Linked DNA regions of Rattus norvegicus: region 1 is linked to region 2. The links are chromatin contacts, called in public Hi-C maps. All regions are on one chromosome and are shown on one strand. Each heading gives the region's core, a stretch centred on a gene start, on an enhancer-like site or on the middle of the called end of the contact. The rest is flanking DNA. Distances are from core to core; before and after follow the strand shown.

The links. Hi-C and Micro-C count contacts between places; a contact is called where the count stands out from the background.
Region 1: a Hi-C map of frontal cortex shows a contact between it and region 2, with 2.6 times the contacts expected there. The contact joins the promoter of Cxcl12 here to the promoter of Depp1 in region 2.

Annotation. Positions count from the first base shown.
Region 1 is chr4:152,059,456-152,063,621 of GRCr8, reverse strand. It overlaps Cxcl12 (C-X-C motif chemokine ligand 12), which reads right to left and starts at 2,841. Exons shown (of 3, transcript NM_022177.3): 1 at 2,700-2,841. The coding sequence starts at 2,760.
Region 2 is chr4:151,580,499-151,584,644 of GRCr8, reverse strand. Depp1 (DEPP autophagy regulator 1) reads right to left here and starts at 1,274. Exons shown (of 2, transcript NM_001024334.2): 1 at 1,124-1,274; 2 at 1-304. The coding sequence starts at 302. The region is part of intron 3 of Rassf4 (Ras association domain family member 4); the gene reads left to right.

The DNA of each region.
Region 1 (4,166 bases), core at 1,592-4,091, 480 kb before region 2:
TGCAAAGACCCTCCCCTCTGCTAGGGAGCACCGTGAGATTTGATTGGGCTCAGCTTCTGAGGGACAAAAGAACCGGGGAAGTGGGGGTTCTAGGCTCCTCTTCATCCCTCTGTTGCAAGCCCTGGGGGTGGGGGCTTCCCTCTACCACCTGCAGCTCCCCCTCCTCCCACTCACCCTATCCTAAGCCCTGGAAATCACAAAAGAATCCAAGGGGAGGCCCTGGATTTACCTTCTATCCAGCTTTTCCCAAAAGCTGGGGTCAACTGTGGCTTTTATGGTCACTACCTAGATGCTTAGGCCTCCTGGATCCTATTACTAGCTTTGTTTGCCAATTCACCAATTTGCAAAATGCTTTAATTGACACTCATTAGTGTAAATTAGCAAGGGGCTCCTTTAGAACCCCTCTTAAGACCCACCCTTTAAGTCTAGAATTGCATACCCCTGAGGACTGGATTTGTAGCTGCTCCCCTCCCCTCCAACAACAAGATTTTATCCTAGCTCTTCTTAATATCCCCAGATGTTTAAATTTATGGGTCTCTTCACCAACGTTTAAAAGTATGGTTGAGAATAGTTAGTCCCAGGATTTTAAGTTTGCTTATTCAGAGTTCCAGGGGACTTCTGGGTACTCTGAAGGTCTCTACCTTTGGGAAGCAGGTGGAGAAGTGGGCCAAATTAAATATATGATGGGATTATTTTCTTCTGCAGGTGCCATTTAGCTAAGAGATTCGTGACCTGGGAAGGGTAGTTATTTAGACGCTAAAGCATAGGAAAAACAGACTGCAGATACAGACCAAAGTCCGAACCAGCTCGCTGCCCACCCTGGTCTTGGGAATGGAGAGACCTTGGCTTATGGAGGCAAGGCGCATTCACTCTAACAGGCCTGGGAAGCTTGCTGTCCTGGGTTTAAGCAAGGAAGCCTAGGGTGCCTAATGTCTAGCTGCTGAGTTGGATCCGCTGATGGGGAAACATAGGAACCACAACAAGGTTAGCCATGCTGCAACTCGAGGGCTGTGCAGGACCGGAGGGCACACAGGCGCTAGGAGGTAAAGAAAAAGTTCATCTGGGCAATGCAACGGAGTCCTGCCTAGAGAACAGGTCTGATCCAGACACTTGGTTGCAGAGAAGTCAAGAGTCCGACGCTTCCTAGAGTAAGAATATGTCTGGGGGTGAGACACCCCAATTACTCGGGACAATTGCACTCCAGCCTTGAGGACCCGAGTTCCTACATTCCTGCCTCATACTTGACTTCCCAGGAGGCAGTACAGTTTGCCAGAGACTGTGACCCTTGCAACGTCACCAGCTCATTCAATTATTAATGCCCAAATCAATGTGCTCCATGATGAGGCACTGGGGGCCAGTGGGAAGTTGCAGCCTCCCAGGTGTTCTCAGTAGCAGAGGGAAAAAAAAAACCGAAATTGCCTTTCATTTGTCTTTTTTACTCCTCCGATCAGCAACTATTCTTTTATTGAACTTTTACTGAACATTTACTAAATTTTTACTGAACATTTCCCTCGGACTAGGCAAGTCCAGCCTCTCCAACCATACTTAGCCAAACAAACGCAGGTCCCACTACTTTCCGTAGCCTGTTGTTCACAGGGAAAGAACCCAAACCAACGCTTTGGCGCACTTGGGGCAGCATTTAGATCGCAGCCTCACCAAGGGCTCCGACCGCCCCTCAGTTCGGAAACAACACAGCGGAGGAAGGCAGGGGCCCGACTGGTAGGGTTTTGTTTTGTGTTCAGAGGCAATGGTTTGTTTTGTTTTGCAGCAACGGTGTCTTGTAACAGCGCTGAGAGTTTTCTCTTCAGTGTCAAAAAAAGAAAACAAAATGAAAGCCCTTTCCCAGTGAAAGAAGACACCACCCCGGGTCTGGGAGACTGAACTCTGCTGCAGCTCTCATTCCAGAGCGGAGGGCTCCGGGGCTGGCTACAAAAGCGCCCATTTGCAGGTGTGTTTGGGGGTTGGGGAGAGGTGTGCATATAGCTCGAGTAACTGCTGCGCCTTTGTCTAGTGACCCCGGTAAGAAGAAAAAGGCGCAGCGAAGAGACGCGTGCTCAGGTCCGCGTCGCTACGGACCAACGAACTGTGCAGAAGCGCAGCCCTGGCTGGTGGCGCAAGCTCTAGAGCTGCACTGCGCTGCTCATGGCCCCGAGGGTGTTGTAAGAGAACTCGCTACACTCTGAGGGGACGAAACTCAACTGCACCACCGAACCTATAGCCAAACCAAGCTACTTTAAGAGTTTGCTGGCACACGCACCACCCGAATGAATCTCCTGCACGGTCAACTCCCGGACCGCGCTGCCCTTCGCCTCTGGAACATCTGGGCGCGGGTGGACACTAGCTGAGTGCAGCTGGCGCGCTCCGGGGCCCAAGCCCAGGACACCGTCGCCCAAGCTTCCATTCCGCGCCGACCCCACACTTGCCCAACAATCCTGCAGGGCCTCGCCTGCAGCCCTCTCTAGGTCCTGCAGCTGCGCTTCGCAGAGCACAAAACCTCGGTGTGACCCGTGGGACACGGGAAAGGGCACCCGTAAGGAGTGCGCCCTGCAAAGTGGGCTGCCTGAAGTTCGCTTGCAGTGAACCGCGCGGAACGACTTCTTTCTCCGCGACTCCCGCGCGGGCAGGGGAACCGCGGACCCGAAGGAGCTCCGGCACAGAGCTGCGAGCCTTGCCCGGGACCGGGCGCAGATTACACTCACCGTCACTGATGCAGAGCGCGGCCAGCACCAGGGCCAGCACGGCGACGACCTTGGCGTCCATGGCGTGGGCGGGAGGGCGCGCCGGAGGCTGCAGAGCTGGGCAGCAAGAGGACACCGAGGTGGACGGAGAGTGAAAGTGCGGCAGCTAGAGGCGCGCGCTGGGCGCTTTAGAGCCGAAAACCAGGCGGGGCGGGGCTCGTCAAGGGGCGTGTCTGAAGTGTGGCTGGGGTCTCTGACGCGCATCCCCTGCGGAGCAGCCGCCCTTCCAGTCCCCTACCTACCCACCCCCTTCTTGGCGCCCTCGGCGTCCCCGGCTCCGCTGGGTGCCGAGGCCTTTGATCTTCCCAGTCCCCAACTTGGGCGGGCTCCTTGGACTACAAATGCTCCCATCCTGCAGATAGAGAAACTAAGGGGCTGTCGAAATCGAAAGCTGTCAAGTAAGGACCAGAGGCGAAACTGTGTTCCAGGCGCGAGGTTCTGTTGCGCCGCACCCAAAAAAGTTGCCAGAGAACCCTTTCTTTGGTGCCAGGACCTCAAACTGACCCACCTCTCTCCCAGGGTGTCTGTGCCGCAGGCGACAGCTAGGCTTAAGGGCAACGCGGAGCAACCTACAGTTAGAATAACTTGGACTCCCAGCCAAAGTCTCACTACAGTCACCCCCGGGAAGATGCATTCTAACGTAGGGCTGTGCTGCCCAGCAAAGAGACCAAGCGGGTCTTCCAGATATAGTACGGTGAATTTTCTTTGCCACCTCCCCTCTGTAACGGTATCTGACGCTGGGGGGGTGGCGGAGGGAGGTGACACAGCTCTCACCCTGCAGAATGGAAACGGAGAAATCACTGAGAGTCTCACTCCCGCGAAACGTCGTGACGCTCAGTACCTGGTTTTAATGGGTGTTCTTAAACTTCAGTGTTTTCTGCCTTTCCTGAAGAAAGTCCAGTGTTCCAAAAAGGACGAAAGAGTTCCCTACACCCCTGCTCCCTAAAACCCCTAAAACTTCGGAAGCCCAGGAGTGAGTGCTTCCGAAGGTGGTCATTGGTGTCTTTACAAATATACCCACTGGTGCTCAGTCCTGCCGATAGACCGTTGTACTCCACGCTGGTCAACCAAAACAACCCCAACCTGGGTGTGGGGAGACACAGGGGAAGGGGCAGACCGCAGCTGGAGGGCTAGAGGCTGGGAGCAGCGTCCTTTGGACCTTCTGCTGCCACATACAGTGTTGGCCACACTCCCATTGCCTTTCTCACATAACCAATTAGCGATTTGGATTCTGTTATCACGTTCACCCAAGGGAGTGCACAAAAGAGACTTGCCTCTGTCTCAGGGCAATCTGGGAATCATATTTTTGAAGAAGTGGCCAGGACCTTTGGGCCTGGGGCTCCACCTAGGGACTAAAGAAGGGTGGCCGGGGTCAAGAGGAAAATGTTTCAGACATGAGAGTGTCTTAAACAATTCCGCCAAGCACTT
Region 2 (4,146 bases), core at 25-2,524:
GTGCCGGGAGCGGGCAGTGTGGGCTGTAGGCTGCTGAAGCAAGGAGAACTATCTTCTAGAGACTCGGACTGGTGCCTCTTCTCTCTAGGCCAGGCTGGCCGGCAGGATCTGTTGGGAGGGCTCCAGGCTGTGGCCTTGTCCACCACTGAGGTAGGCTGTGCCAGCTGACAAATACACCTGACATAGTCATCCAGGCTGGGAGAGGCTGGAGGCTCCTGCCCAGGTGCCCCATGCGATAGCTCCTCTGAAGTTTCCCGAATCGTTGGCAAATGGGGCACAGGCAGCAGAAGGCGGGACCTCATTGCTGCTAATAAAGCAAAAACAACCTATTGTCCAAGAGAAAACCAGTGGTGAGGGTCCACCATGCCTGACACCCTCCTACTTACTCCCCCTCATCATAGAAGCTACATGGGGCTTGGGTTCCCAGAAATCTGAGACCAAGGCTCACCCACCACCCCCACCCCCACCCCCACTTATCCTTCCTACTAACACCAAAATAAGCAGCTAACTAAGACTTCATCATTAGTGTGGTTTAAGAATACCCAGATAATTTGGGCTGGAGCGATGGCTCAGCAGTTAAGAGTACCTATTCTTGCAGAGAACCTGAGTTCAGTTCTTAGCACACACATGGTGGCTCAAACCATCTTTAATCAAGTTCCAGGGGATCTGACTGGTATGTGTGTAGTGCATATACTTTAGTGTAGGCAAAATATCCATGCCTATAGAGTAAAATTAATTAAAATTTTCAAACCGAGGAATGAACAGATAAGAGAACCTGGGGTTGTTAATGTGGGGTCGGAGAACACCCTGGTTTCAAACTCATCTCTGCCATTTAAGACCTTCCACAGTGTCCCCTCTCTAAACCTCTAATTACCCGTCTGAAAAGCAGGGTTATAAACAGCCCACTGGCAGGGATATTATGGGGAATTCCTGGAATCAGAGCTTTGACATTACAGCTCTCCTGTAAGCACAAAATCCTTGGATAAACACCTTATTATAGTGGTCAACAGCACACACTATCCAGTAGCCAGGCCGTGGAAGCTCAGGATGGGAAGTGCTCTCAGAGATTAACTAGTCCCCGTGTTTTAAAAGCATCAAACCAAAGGGCAACTGCTCTTCTTACCTGTAAGTCAGCAGTCAGGGTGGCAGGAAGTCTAGAAGAGTAAAGATTGTCTGATCCAAAGGCAGCACCCAGAGAAGGACAATCACAGCCGGGTCTCTAGCTCTTGGTCACTGGGGAGAGGACAATCAAGACGATGTGCTATGGTTTCTCCCCCTGCGCTGTCTGGCAAATCCAACAATCGCTGCTGCTTTTAAACGGTTCCTCCAGTCATCAATCACTGTCAGGAAAAGCTCAAAATAGCAGCGCTTCAGAAGGTTCTCAGAGGAAAGCACAGAGGGTGGGGCTTGGCCCAGATGCCAGCCTGGAATGTGTGTATGTGCCTGCAGGAGGTTGGGAAATATTTACACCGTAGGGTGAGGTGTGGGGCGGCCACCACGCCTTGACTTAGACAGCTTCACTAGGGATAGAAACCAAAGCCAGCTTAGGGGTTGCTGGGAGAGCCTGGGAACAGCATAGGACCCTCACAGGCTTCCGCCAATGTCTGGTATAACACAGTATTTTCTACTATGGATGACACTAGCCCCTGTGATCCCATGACACACCAGCCTTGTACTAATTTTTGCTGAGTCCCAGGCCTGCACTTATGACTGTGATAACACATGAGCCTTGCAGGGTGAAGGACATTCCCTTACACAGGCACCAGGGCAGCCCAACCGTTGGTCTGGCTTCTCTCATAACACCTCAGATGCGATGCTTTCAAGAGGAAATTTGCTTACCCATTGTTGGCCAGACATGTGCAGCGACTGTAAATACTGCAGACAAATCGCCACCTAGGAAGCCTGTTTCCCAGTGAGGAGGATGATCCAGTCAGCAGTGGGCAGGGGCAGTGACTCGGTACTCATGATGGCTGCAAGGAAGGGTGCCGAAAGGCTGTAGAGCAGCGTCATAGCTGCTACTACAGGTGAGACTGTCAGAAATATCTTCTCTACAGGTGACATTGGTGCAGAGATCTAAAAACGCTGGAGCAGTACATACATGCAAAGGCCCTATGACGACAATGTGCTGGGCACACTCGGGGAACAATGGGAGCCTATGTGCATGGTCCAGGTCAGGGGCCCAGAAGATGTCAAAGCAATGGCAGGGCACTGCAGGTCTGAGTAAGGAGCTGCTGTGTGGCTTTTGCCAGTTGCCATGCTCGAGCTAATGGCGGGCTGTGAGGAACCAGGGAACTCTAGGGGTGATACCAACAAAGCGGCAGCTGAAGGCAAGGTGGACAACCCTGGGAAGGAACCAGCAGTGAGTTTCTCAGTCCTCAGAGCCTCTGATCATCTACCCTCAGAAGCAGGAGGAAGAGGAGTTTCAGAGGGAACAGTATACTCAGATCTGATACATGAGAGATGGACAGAGGGCACAGAGCGCTGCTGGTCCCGCATCTGTGCATTCCAAGGGTGGTGTTAGTGCCTTGGGTAAAGGCACGGGAGATACTGAACAATGCTTAAGTCAGGCGGCAATTCCCCACTTACACCTGAATGATCCCACTAGACTCCAGCTTTTGGCCTGACTGTTAAGGCAAACACTACAGGGCCATATCAAGAAGCTGTGTGTGGTTTTGATAACCTTAGACTATTCTCTCTGTGGGCAGTGAGGTGTTTGAAACTAGATATGACTGTTAGCTGACCATGGGAACCACACCTTGAGTGGGACTGAGGCCATATTCACGTGAAGAAGTTCTCCTGGTATCCCTGTTCTCATGGAGACGTTCCATGACAACGAAGAGAGAGTAGACTGCGGGGTGGGGGGGTGGTGCTGTATAATTTCACTTAAGTGCGGTGTGGAATTCAAAACAAATCAAATTCATAGAAGCAGAAAGAAGAATGGTGCCTATCAAGAGTGGTGGGGAGGAAAGAGAAGTGGGGATCACAGTTCTTCAAGCTGAATGAATCTTAGAGATCCACTGGGAAGTGCCCACTGCAAATCCACCTCACTGTGCGTTTAAGTAGTCATTAGGCATGGGAGGCTTCAGACTCACTTAGCCCCTCAGCACTGTGCCTGAGAATCACTCGGTAGCAGAGGAAGGAACTAATCACAGACTTTGCTTAGGCCTCCTGCTCCGTGGGTTAGGCGGCCCGACTGAACTCTTAATTAGGACCCACGCATCCCCAGCATCCGTTGTGCTCACAAACATCTTCAGCATGCTGTTAGTCATCGTGCATCGTAGTCAGCCGGCCCGTCCATGGTGGCGTCACCATCCAAGATGCAAATAGAGACAGAAAGAGGTTAGTTATGGTTACCGTGGTAGCCGGATGCAGACTATCACTGAATAAATACCTAAAGAGAAGAGAGGATAAGAGAAAAGAGGTGGGGGGGGGAGTAGGAGTGTGTGGGGGGGACTCGTATATTAAATGTTCTTGGCCTAAAGCATATAAGCAAATAAACTACTGGGTGAGATACCCATGGGAGAGTGAGGCTGGAGTCTCTGGAGAGCTGCCAGAGGTTCAGGTAGGTCTCTGGCAATACAGTTGCTCATGGAGTAACCATTAGGGTACAGAGAACCTAGAGGGTCCCATGGAGACGGAAGCTGGAAATACATTGGAGACAAAGAGCCAAGGACAGAAGGAGTTTGAGACAGAGTCAGGTGGGTGCCTGTAGGATGGAATGCTTGAATTAGGGTTGGGTAGCAGTTGTTTCATTTGTAGACTTAAGGAAGTCAGAGCAGGTTGAGGGTCCAGTATAAAAACAGCATGAAATACTCATGATAGACCATGAATGTCCAGAGTGAGCTGAGCCAGTCGGTACTACCGCTGTCTGGATGTGTGGAGAGAAGGACCTGGGGCATAGCAGAGACAGTAGGATGTCCAGTAGAACCTGGTGGCAGTGGGATTCTTTGTCCCAGTGCAGTTTGAGTCAAGGAACCTAGCCCAGCACAGGAGGCAGGCATGCTTCCCCAGGCTGTGCTTCCTCCCGGCAGTGTGGACGTGCCTGCCAGACACTTGCAGTGTCCTGGGGGACACCTGACTCAGCAGCTCCATGCTGGCCCCAGCTCTGACCTTGGCCAGGCCTGCACTTAGCAGCGGAAAGAACGC